2 separate regions of the Pan troglodytes genome follow, and region 2 is linked to region 1. A link is a contact called in public Hi-C data. All regions are on one chromosome and are shown on one strand. Each heading gives the region's core, a stretch centred on a gene start, on an enhancer-like site or on the middle of the called end of the contact. The rest is flanking DNA. Distances are from core to core; before and after follow the strand shown. Region 1 overlaps LOC107969310 (a long non-coding RNA gene). Region 2 holds the start of KCNJ2 (potassium inwardly rectifying channel subfamily J member 2).

Region 1 (4,529 bases), core at 451-2,950:
TAGGTAACCTCTTGGGGAACATGGACAAATATATCATTTTTTGCAATTCTCAGTTTCTAATACAGCTCTGTATGTTGTTGGTGCTCAATACCACTGGTTTCATATTTGTTAACTATCTCATACTCTATTCAAACTCATATCCTCATATCTTTGGAATGTGGAAGCAGACACAAACAAGAAGCTTAGCAAGGAGCACTGACTAAATACCAAGTACTGCATCAAGGGCCAGAAACCCAGTGATAAATAAGATGAGTATGTTGTCCACCATTTCTGAGCCTATTACTCCTCTGAGTTTATTGTGGCCCTTTCTATCTAAGTGAGGCTGAAGGCCACTCCTGTAACAGAAGTAAAAGTTGAAATTCTCAACTCCGTGCTTCTTCCGTGAAGCCCTCCATCAGTAACATGCTAACAGGTTGGAAAAAGAGTTGACAAATATGTACACTGGTCAGGTAGAAGAGGAGACATGGTAAAAGAGGAGTAAAGGAGAATGGTATTCTTTCTCAGGTAAAGAAACTATCTTCAACAAACTCCTTTGACAGTAGGAAAGAGGGTGTATAACATGGTATTGAGTGGAGGCAGAAATATTAACCTAAACCAGAGCTACTGGTGCTGAAACAAAGATTCTAGCAATTCTGAGACCAATGGAAAAAAAAAAATTTTTATAACCCGTCTGCCAGCCTGTAAGCCTGTTTCCACTTCAGAATTAATTAGTATCAACATTTTACCAGCCAATATGTCTCAAAAAAAAAAAATCAACAGTGTGCTCTGCTTTTTTTATTGTGCAATAAACCCCTAGGGATTACAGATATATTTATACCACATCTTTCAGGACAGTTGGAAATATTAACCAAAAGTACGTACCTAATGATTGTTTTCATTGTAATGCATTTGTATTATTTTCAATGAATGAAATTTATTAAATGACTATATAAATGTGATATGTCTATATATAAAACAAGTTCCATAAGCATACATAAAGCAGAAAATTTTGTCAGACTATTATATTCTGACTTAGGCATGGTCATCTTCCACTTGTAAGATTCGTATCTCCTATACATAAGCTAAATGACTCTGTAGAAGATTATCTGGTCAGAAGATGTGACTAGAAATTCATAAGTGTTCTATCTCTATTAAACCTGCCTCACTGACACAGCCCACTTTTGTTCTCTCCTATTCTGCAAGACTTCGAAGGCTGGTTTAACATTCTTGTGTTCTCAGCTATATAATTCTGGTCTTTCCACCAAAGCAGTTTTATTTCCTGACAGTCACTACAGCTTATGAAAGCCAGTGCTATTGGGAAAATATTCCAAATGCACAGGTTATGTGGTTGTGGAAAATAGGCATTAATGGAAAAGGGACTGAAACCAAGTTCTCTTCCGATTGCTATTTTGGAACTTCTGGTTTTTCTGTGGAGCTCCAAGTCAGTGGTGATTGCAAAACCAAAGAGACCAAACAGAATATTCAAAAAGCAAATGACCAGGAGGAGTTTATTTAGAAAATAGATAAATACAAATTGTGCTTTATGGGTTTTCATGTTTATGTCAGAAGGAATGGGTAATGTTGGACAGTCTGAAAGTGATGCTGTGGAATTTCTGTATTTCTCTTTTGTTTCAAATCATTCTCCCTGTATCTGATACTAAACTCTTCAGAAAGGTTTCACAGCTGTGTCCTTTGGGCACAGGGCATGTTCTGACATGCAGAGGATTATCTTGTGCAGCCTGTGGCCGCCAGCGCCACCTAGCTTCTGTATACATTTCCTCAGCTCAACAGTTTTCCAAATTGTTCAATTAAATGAGCCAGTCTTCCATGAGAGCTCAGTATCGGTCTCATAGATTTTGAATGATGAAATTGAGGACGCGAGTTGGAACAGCCAAACTGCTCTGAATGGTTGTCAGGTAGAAAGACATGTTCTCTAAGTCTGTGGAACTTTAGGTAGGATTGACAACAATTCTCAATGCATTCATCGCCTGCCTGTCTTTTATTTGACAAACCTTTGTGTGCCAAGCAGTTAGAAAACGTGCATAGAGACCCAGCTTCTGAATTTTAACCACTATGTTTCAAATTAGGGAGGATTTCTAAGAAGAGAGTCTTTGCTAGGCTCACACTCAGGGACTGCTTCCCAATGAAGGAGATCAGAATATGTCACCCCAAAATATGCCGGCATAAGAATTATTTTGAGCTGGGGGCAATTGAGAAAAAGCAGACACAGAAGAGCTCTGCCGTCCCCCTCTGCTTAAAGCAGGGCATAAACTTCCCCTCGTGAAGGTGTTAAAAGAAAAACTTTAGACAAATTAGATTTAACCATTTAATTAAGCTCATGAATCAAGCAGCTCCCAGAAGCAAAATAGGTTCCCAGCGACTCTTGGGCTGCCACATGGTCAGATAACATTAATCGACAGGAAATGGAAAGTGAGGTTCAAAAAATAGAAGTGAGGTACAGAAACAGCTGGATTGGTTACAGCTCAGCATCTGCCTTATTTAAACGCAGTTTAGACAGTTGGCTGCCTGTGATTGGCTGAAACTCAGCTGCTGTGATTGGCTAAAACTTGGCTACTTGTTTCAAGAATAGGTTATAGTCTATATTTCCACAGCCCCTTGAGTTACAGTTCACTGTATATGGAGAAACCTTAGCTTTAGGCTAAACAAAGGTGTCCCCCACCCTCCCCTATTAGAAAGAGGAGAACAACCCTTATCAGGAGATGGAGATAGCACCAAGATGTGCTGTGTAAGCAAACTTTAGTAAATAACTCTTGTTTATTATTGCTTTTCCTCATAAATTTACCTTCCCACCATTCACCACCCCTGGAAGCCCAAACCCTCTTTCCTCTGTCATAGTCGCTTCTCCCCAGGTTATCGTCCTTTGCTAAAATGGTATAGATGCCCTCCAGTTTACCTGCTTTTTGGGGGGTTTTCACCTCTTTTCTATGAAAACCCTGCCCACATAAGAATATTAACATCACATACAATGTGTACAATTTTCTTCCATTCATCTATCTTTGTCAGTTTAACTTGCAGGCCCACCCTCAGAATATAAGAAAGTAAAGAAAAACTTTTACCTCCCATACATTTAGAGTCAGTGAATGATTGATTACTAAACAGAAGAAAAGTTAGAAAATCTAGGGAAAATGTCATGAGGTCATTTGCTCTGTCTCAGAATGTCCTTCATTGTTCTGATGTCACCTTTGAATGGAGTTTATGATTCTTATCTCCTTAAAAGATAACAGAGATCTCATCCAAAGAATCATATGCTTCTATCTTTGGGCTAACTTATGACTATAATGTGAGAAACAGAGGAGCACAGAATCATGGGTCAGGCTCATTCTTTGTAGATGAGACCAATTGCTTCAGGGCATGATTCGGTATACTTTAGAGGCAGTGGGTGTTTGAAATATATAAATGAAATCGACACAGATAAATAGAGCAGTTCGACAAATAGCCTGCTTGGATTGTCTAGAAGTCCTTTTCATTTTGTTTTATTTTGAAAGCCAGGACAATATGATTACCAACTATTAGTTTAATGACGAAATCTTCCAGATGGTTATGTTGATTAGAATGATCAAGAAATTAGAAGCTGTTCAATCCTCATAGGAAGGCTTCAGTGGAATAGACTCCCTGCTGCCTCCTGTAGACTTGGACTTATTTAAGGAAAACCCTACGATGACTAGTTTCCAGTTGTAGAAATTGGAAGAAGAAAGAAATAGCACCTGCAAGCCTAAAAGTTCTCTTCCTTCCAATGAAAAAGCAGCTTAAACCTGTCCAAAGTCATGTATGTTACCTCGGCAAGTAAAATTTTATCATTCTGTGTACTGAGTGAGTCTTCTTCCCCTCCCAAGAGGCTTTAACTATAGAACCTTTAGGTTTTTTTTTGTTTGTTTTTTAAGAAGGGGGTCTAGCAACAACCTCAAGTTCCAGGATAGTCATTCTTTACTGACAAAGGAAGCAAAGATGAAAGTCCAATTAAAAGCCCATGAAATTTCCATCATGTTTCTTTGAATTGAGTTTGGAGTCTTTGGAATTCTCAAAATAATTCACATGAAGATCTCAGATGCCAATGTATTTTCTGACTCCCTTCAAGGTAGCCATATGAGGAAAGGCAATGAGTTTTATACCAGCATTTGCTGACAGTAAAATATAATGAAAAACATTTATTTGTAATAATGTAGACCACATTCTAACTGCCATTTAATGTAACCACACTATATTTCATAAGGTTTCAATTTAGCATAGCTAATCACAGGGCCAGTTCTACTCTGATGTAGACCTTTTGCATTCTGCCTGAGAAAAATCTACTAAAGTGCTGCTTAGGAGAGAGACCCAGCCAAAGTCACATTTGGAATTAAACACGTTAGAGTTTTAAACATTTTGAAATTTATAAATGATAAAACAAAGAATTTTTTTTAAAAAATTATTGTTAAATATAAACCATTAGCAAAGGTAAATGTTTGTTACTATATGTACTGGGTTAATTGGTGGCCCACAACAAAATATATGTCTACCCAGAACCTATAGAGGTGACCCTATTTGGGGAA
Region 2 (4,399 bases), core at 317-2,816, 560 kb before region 1:
TGTGCAGGTAGCTGTTTTCAATCTTTCAGGCTACGCAAAAGTCATACAAGGACGCTACAGCTAACCAGAGATTCTACAACTCAGGAGTCCAAAGGATGTAGAAAGACTGTGTTCTTTTATTTTTTTTAAAAGCAAAATTCACATGAGTTTAGATCAAATATTTCTTATGGAGACCAAGAACATTAAAAAATAAAGTGTCATTAAAATATGAGAGAGGAGGAAGCTAAGTAAAATGGCCTTGACCTTATCCTCACCCTTTCCACCATGCTTCAATTAACATCTCTTACCCCTTCTGAGCACCAGGATTTTTCCAGATAATGGCAAATAGAAATGAAACATTTGGAAGTGAGCAGGAAAACGCTAACAAGTGTACAGATAATGTACAGCAGACACACAACATTGGTTGGCGAGAGGAAATCTGGCAGCCTATTGATTATTAATGTGAAAAGAAAACAAATGGTAAAACGCAATATGGTTTCTTTGCATATCCGAGGTTTTCAAATAACACCTTATTTCCTAACAGGTAAAATCTGAATTTATGAAAATCGTCGGAACTCACAGCCTTATCCTAGTGATCATCCTATGATATCCGTACCCAGACACAGACATTAAACTGCCCATTCCCTATCCCTATTTTTTTTCCAATTGACATGATGAATCCCTGCTATGATGCAATCTTTTTGCAGAATCAAGTCGTTTTGACTATTTTGCTTTCCTAAAACCACACTGTCTTCAAGCCAGGTATTAATACCATTATTACTGAAAATAACAAATTGGTTAGGGGAGAGTGATATGTAATGTGAAAGTTTTGCGATCCTCAGGCTCAAATCCAACTCGGGCTCCCGCTCTTCTTTCAGGAAGGCAACTTTGAGACACTCACTCTGTTTGAAACTCACAGCTATACTTGAAGCAATGACGAAAAAAAAAAAAAAAGCCAAGGATCAAGAATAGTGCTGAGTCCCAAGCTTTGCCAAGGTTTAAGACCAGGGCTCAAGACGCACCCCCAAACCCGCAACCACGTTTTCTTTCTTTTTTTCCCCACTTAGAGTGAGAACCGAACACAGACGCTCTCGCCCTTGCCTCCAAACCCAGTATCTCGCTACAGCTGGTGCATTGGAAGTTATGAGCACAAACAGATGCTGCAGAGAAATCTGTTTCTATTGCTCAACTGTTCCAAGCATGTCTCAGTATTTTTAGCTCTGGGGATGTTCTGGTGCGCACACAAACTATATAGGCATGATCTGGGACTCCGTTGTGTGGGTGAGCGCTACAGCAGTGTGACAGCTGGGCACCTCTGGAGCAGCGGGGCAGGGTAGGGTAGGGGACGGCGGCCAGAGTCCATTCCCCAGGACACACCGGCAGCGAGCGAAAAGGAAGAAAACACAGCAGCCCTTACCTGTTGCTGGCGCAGGAGCATGGGGACATGGAGTGGAAGTGGGGGGTACAGAGGCATGTAAGATCCAGTGGTTTGTAAAAAGCGAGTGAGCCAAAGCAAACCAGAATTCCCAAGACCCAGCCCGCCGGCGCCGGGAAGGCTGCGCGCTGGCCAGGGCTCCAGTGCGCTCTGCAATATCCTGGGCTCTTTTGAGGCGGTCCGTGCGACACCGGCTCTCCTGGCCCCGCCCCCGGCCGCTGCCGGCCAATCGCAGCGCGCCTGGCCGCGCGGCCGGCCCCGGGAACCGCGACGGGGAGGGGAGGATGCTGCGAGGCGTTGCCAGCGGAGGGAACCTGCCGCCGCCTCGTCCCCCCTCCACCCTCGGAGCCCGGCCGGGGAGTCGGGCCCGGGCCGGGGAGGAGGAAGTTGCGGCCCAGCTGGGACAGCAGCAGGTGGGAAGCTCCGCGCCCGGCTGTTGCGGCTGCCTGATTGCAGCCTGGCCTTGGGCAAAGCTTCCTACTCCGTCTGGAGCCCCACACACTTCCCGGTTCCCCCGCTCTTGGGCCGCTTGCCCTGCGTGCTCCTCGAGGGGCCTGCGAGGTGCCAGCGCCGGGTAGAGACCTTTGCCGCCGGGGCAGGATTGTTCGTCGGTCCCGGCGCGTCTCCCTCTCCACTCCCTCTCTGCCGGAGCCCCTCGGCCCTTAGAAGCCCCCCGCGGAGGCTGCAGCGCCCGGAGAAGCCACTGAGTCAATGGGGCGAGGGACTGGGGCGGGCGCGCAGAGCCCCCAGGATTGAGACGCGCGCAAGTGCGGCCACTGCAGCGCCGCTTGGCTGTTTGTTCTCCCGACTGTTCGCGAATTACTTACAAGGCGCCTAGGCTTCTCTGAAGGGTGGACGGCTCGTTCCCTCTCGCCTTGTCCGCCCTCAGTCTCTCCACCACCGCCCGGCACGCTTTGCTGATCTAAAATCAGAACAATTAGAGAGTAATGATTTTTTTTTGGAATAGCAACTCCTACAGACACTCAGATCTGCCCTCGCTTCAGCGCCTCCCAGCCCTCCTTCCCAGCAGCCAGGCGAGAGCGCGCAGACCCCTAAAAAGCAACTTCAGTGTTAACCGGGTCTGGATCCTGGAACTTTATAAACTAATCCGTGTGTGTGTGTGTGTGTAAACCGAAGAGTAAGTGCCTATTATTTCTGAGTACTTCGGTGTCCTAACGAAGCTTTGCTTCTAAAGGACGGGATATATTTTAGGAGTCTTTCTTTCCACTGAGTTTTTTAAATGTTTATTTTCTCGAGCGATCAAATGTGTCTTTTGTGCAGTTTATTTAAACCTCGTAAGGCCTCCTTGAGTCGCTGAACTAATTCAGCAAACTAGCTGGTATTGTGGACGGCGCAGTCGGGGTGGATTTTTGTGTGTAGGAGAGGTGAAACTGACAATTCAAGGAAAGGTTCTGTGCGAGTCCCCACCTCCCATCCTCATATCCACACGTGGCCCCTAGGAGGTGCTGGTGAAATATCCTTGCTTAGGTTTTGCAGATCCGCACTTACTCCTGCCTTACCAAGTGTGCCTTTTTTCTTAGCATTGAGCAAGGTACTTAAATTAAAAGGGTGTGCAAGAGATGATGCACTCGGTGTGGCTGCTCTGATAGCCAAATGGCGATGTGGTCCCAGTTAATGTGTTGAGATTATACTGTTCACCAAGCCCTGTTACGAACTCTGTTGCCATGAACGTGGGAATAATGCCTGCCCCAAGGGAGGTCTTCTTTAACATCTGTTTAGTCATGTGTTATTTATAAACAGCTTGAATTAATACTGTAAAATAGACGGATGTCTAAGAATCTAGGCTGTAGCCTAAAGCTAAATGAACCTGAGGGTAGACAAGTTCACTCTGTATTAACCAAAGGATAATGAATGAGTTCACCGCTCAGTTCAATAAGCTTCTTCTGAAATATGCTTCCTCCTGGACGTCTAAGAAACAGGCCAAAAGTTTAATTATCCCTTAAAACATGTTAAGCCTAAATAGAAAAAGGAAATTAATCATTTATAGATTTTCTCTTCTTTATTATGATTCAGTTGGTGCATCTGTAGATGGCTAAGAATTTTCCAAACCATGTGAATTCAGAGAGGCAACACTTTTGTTGTTGTTGTTTTTCCAGGTAATGAGCTCGCTTTGAAAACCAGTCACTCGGAAAGGGATGACATTTTTATGCAACTTGGATTGAAATGGTTTTGCTTTAGTATTCTACTCTAATTAGAAAGAATACACCACAGGCCGAAATAGTTTCATATGATAGGAAAATCTTTAAAGAAAGGAACACAGAGTTATTAGATTATGGTTGGCTGTATAAATTTAGCTGGGCAGCGGGAGGAAGGTCATAATAAATGTATCCTGCTCTCTCTCATCAATTATCAGCAGCACATCCCCCAACATTCTCTCCTCCCAAAGACTGAAGGATGTGCAGCAAAGCTTATATCTTGAAGGAGAAGGTTCGGGAAAAATTAATGATTTTAATTAGAACTTTCCAATCTAAGTAGAATCATTACCTTAATTAGCTAAATAAGGAAGTATGAAGGATGAAATTTTGCAAATGAAATTTTGTAAATGCATGGTAGCGTAGAATACCCCCATTGCTTCATTTTAAAAAAAGAAAATATAAATGCATTTTAATTAATAAATGACTTTTCATCATGTCCCTATTAGGAAAATTCTGTGTGCCAATGCTTTCGGTGTTTGATTTAATACATCTTTTGAAGTGATGCGTGATACAGATTTCTGTATTCAGAGTCTATCTTTTTTGGCTGAATCAGGCCTTATTTAGCAAAAATCCCCATTAGTCTTGGACACGAATGCAATTGGGTGTTGGGATCCATCTGTGGATTAAATTTTTCCAAGGAAATGACAATTATGCTCTTACTGATTCTCTCCACGGTAACCACCTATAATATTAGAGCCAAATATTAGTCACAATCTGTATCTGCAGTCAGATTGTGAATAGCTGTGTGACGCAGAAGGTGATTGTTTCA

What was found. A called contact is a pair of places that touch in the nucleus more often than the background predicts.
Region 2: a contact with region 1 is called in a Hi-C map of stem cell-derived neural progenitor cells, with 3 times the contacts expected there. The contact joins the promoter of KCNJ2 here to the enhancer-like site in region 1. A contact is called at or near these places in 1 of 7 Hi-C or Micro-C datasets (stem cell-derived neural progenitor cells) and 1 of 1 datasets of contacts at active chromatin or transcription factors (stem cell-derived excitatory neurons).

The regions. Positions count from the first base shown.
Region 1 is chr19:82,581,547-82,586,075 of NHGRI_mPanTro3-v2.0_pri, reverse strand. All of the region lies in intron 3 of LOC107969310 (a long non-coding RNA gene), which reads right to left. Among named protein-coding and RNA genes, the nearest start is that of MAP2K6, 190 kb to the right of the region's middle. Within about 2 kb of position 1,700, at least 6 of the 24 cell types and tissues checked have an H3K27ac peak or open chromatin away from gene starts, as enhancers often do. A contact at or near this core is called in stem cell-derived neural progenitor cells, where this site is marked.
Region 2 is chr19:83,142,514-83,146,912 of NHGRI_mPanTro3-v2.0_pri, reverse strand. KCNJ2 (potassium inwardly rectifying channel subfamily J member 2) reads right to left here and starts at 1,566. Exons shown (of 2, transcript NM_001428081.1): 1 at 1,397-1,566. LOC134806912 reads right to left here. Exons shown (of 6, transcript XM_063800075.1): 4 at 3,297-3,343; 5 at 1,397-2,236.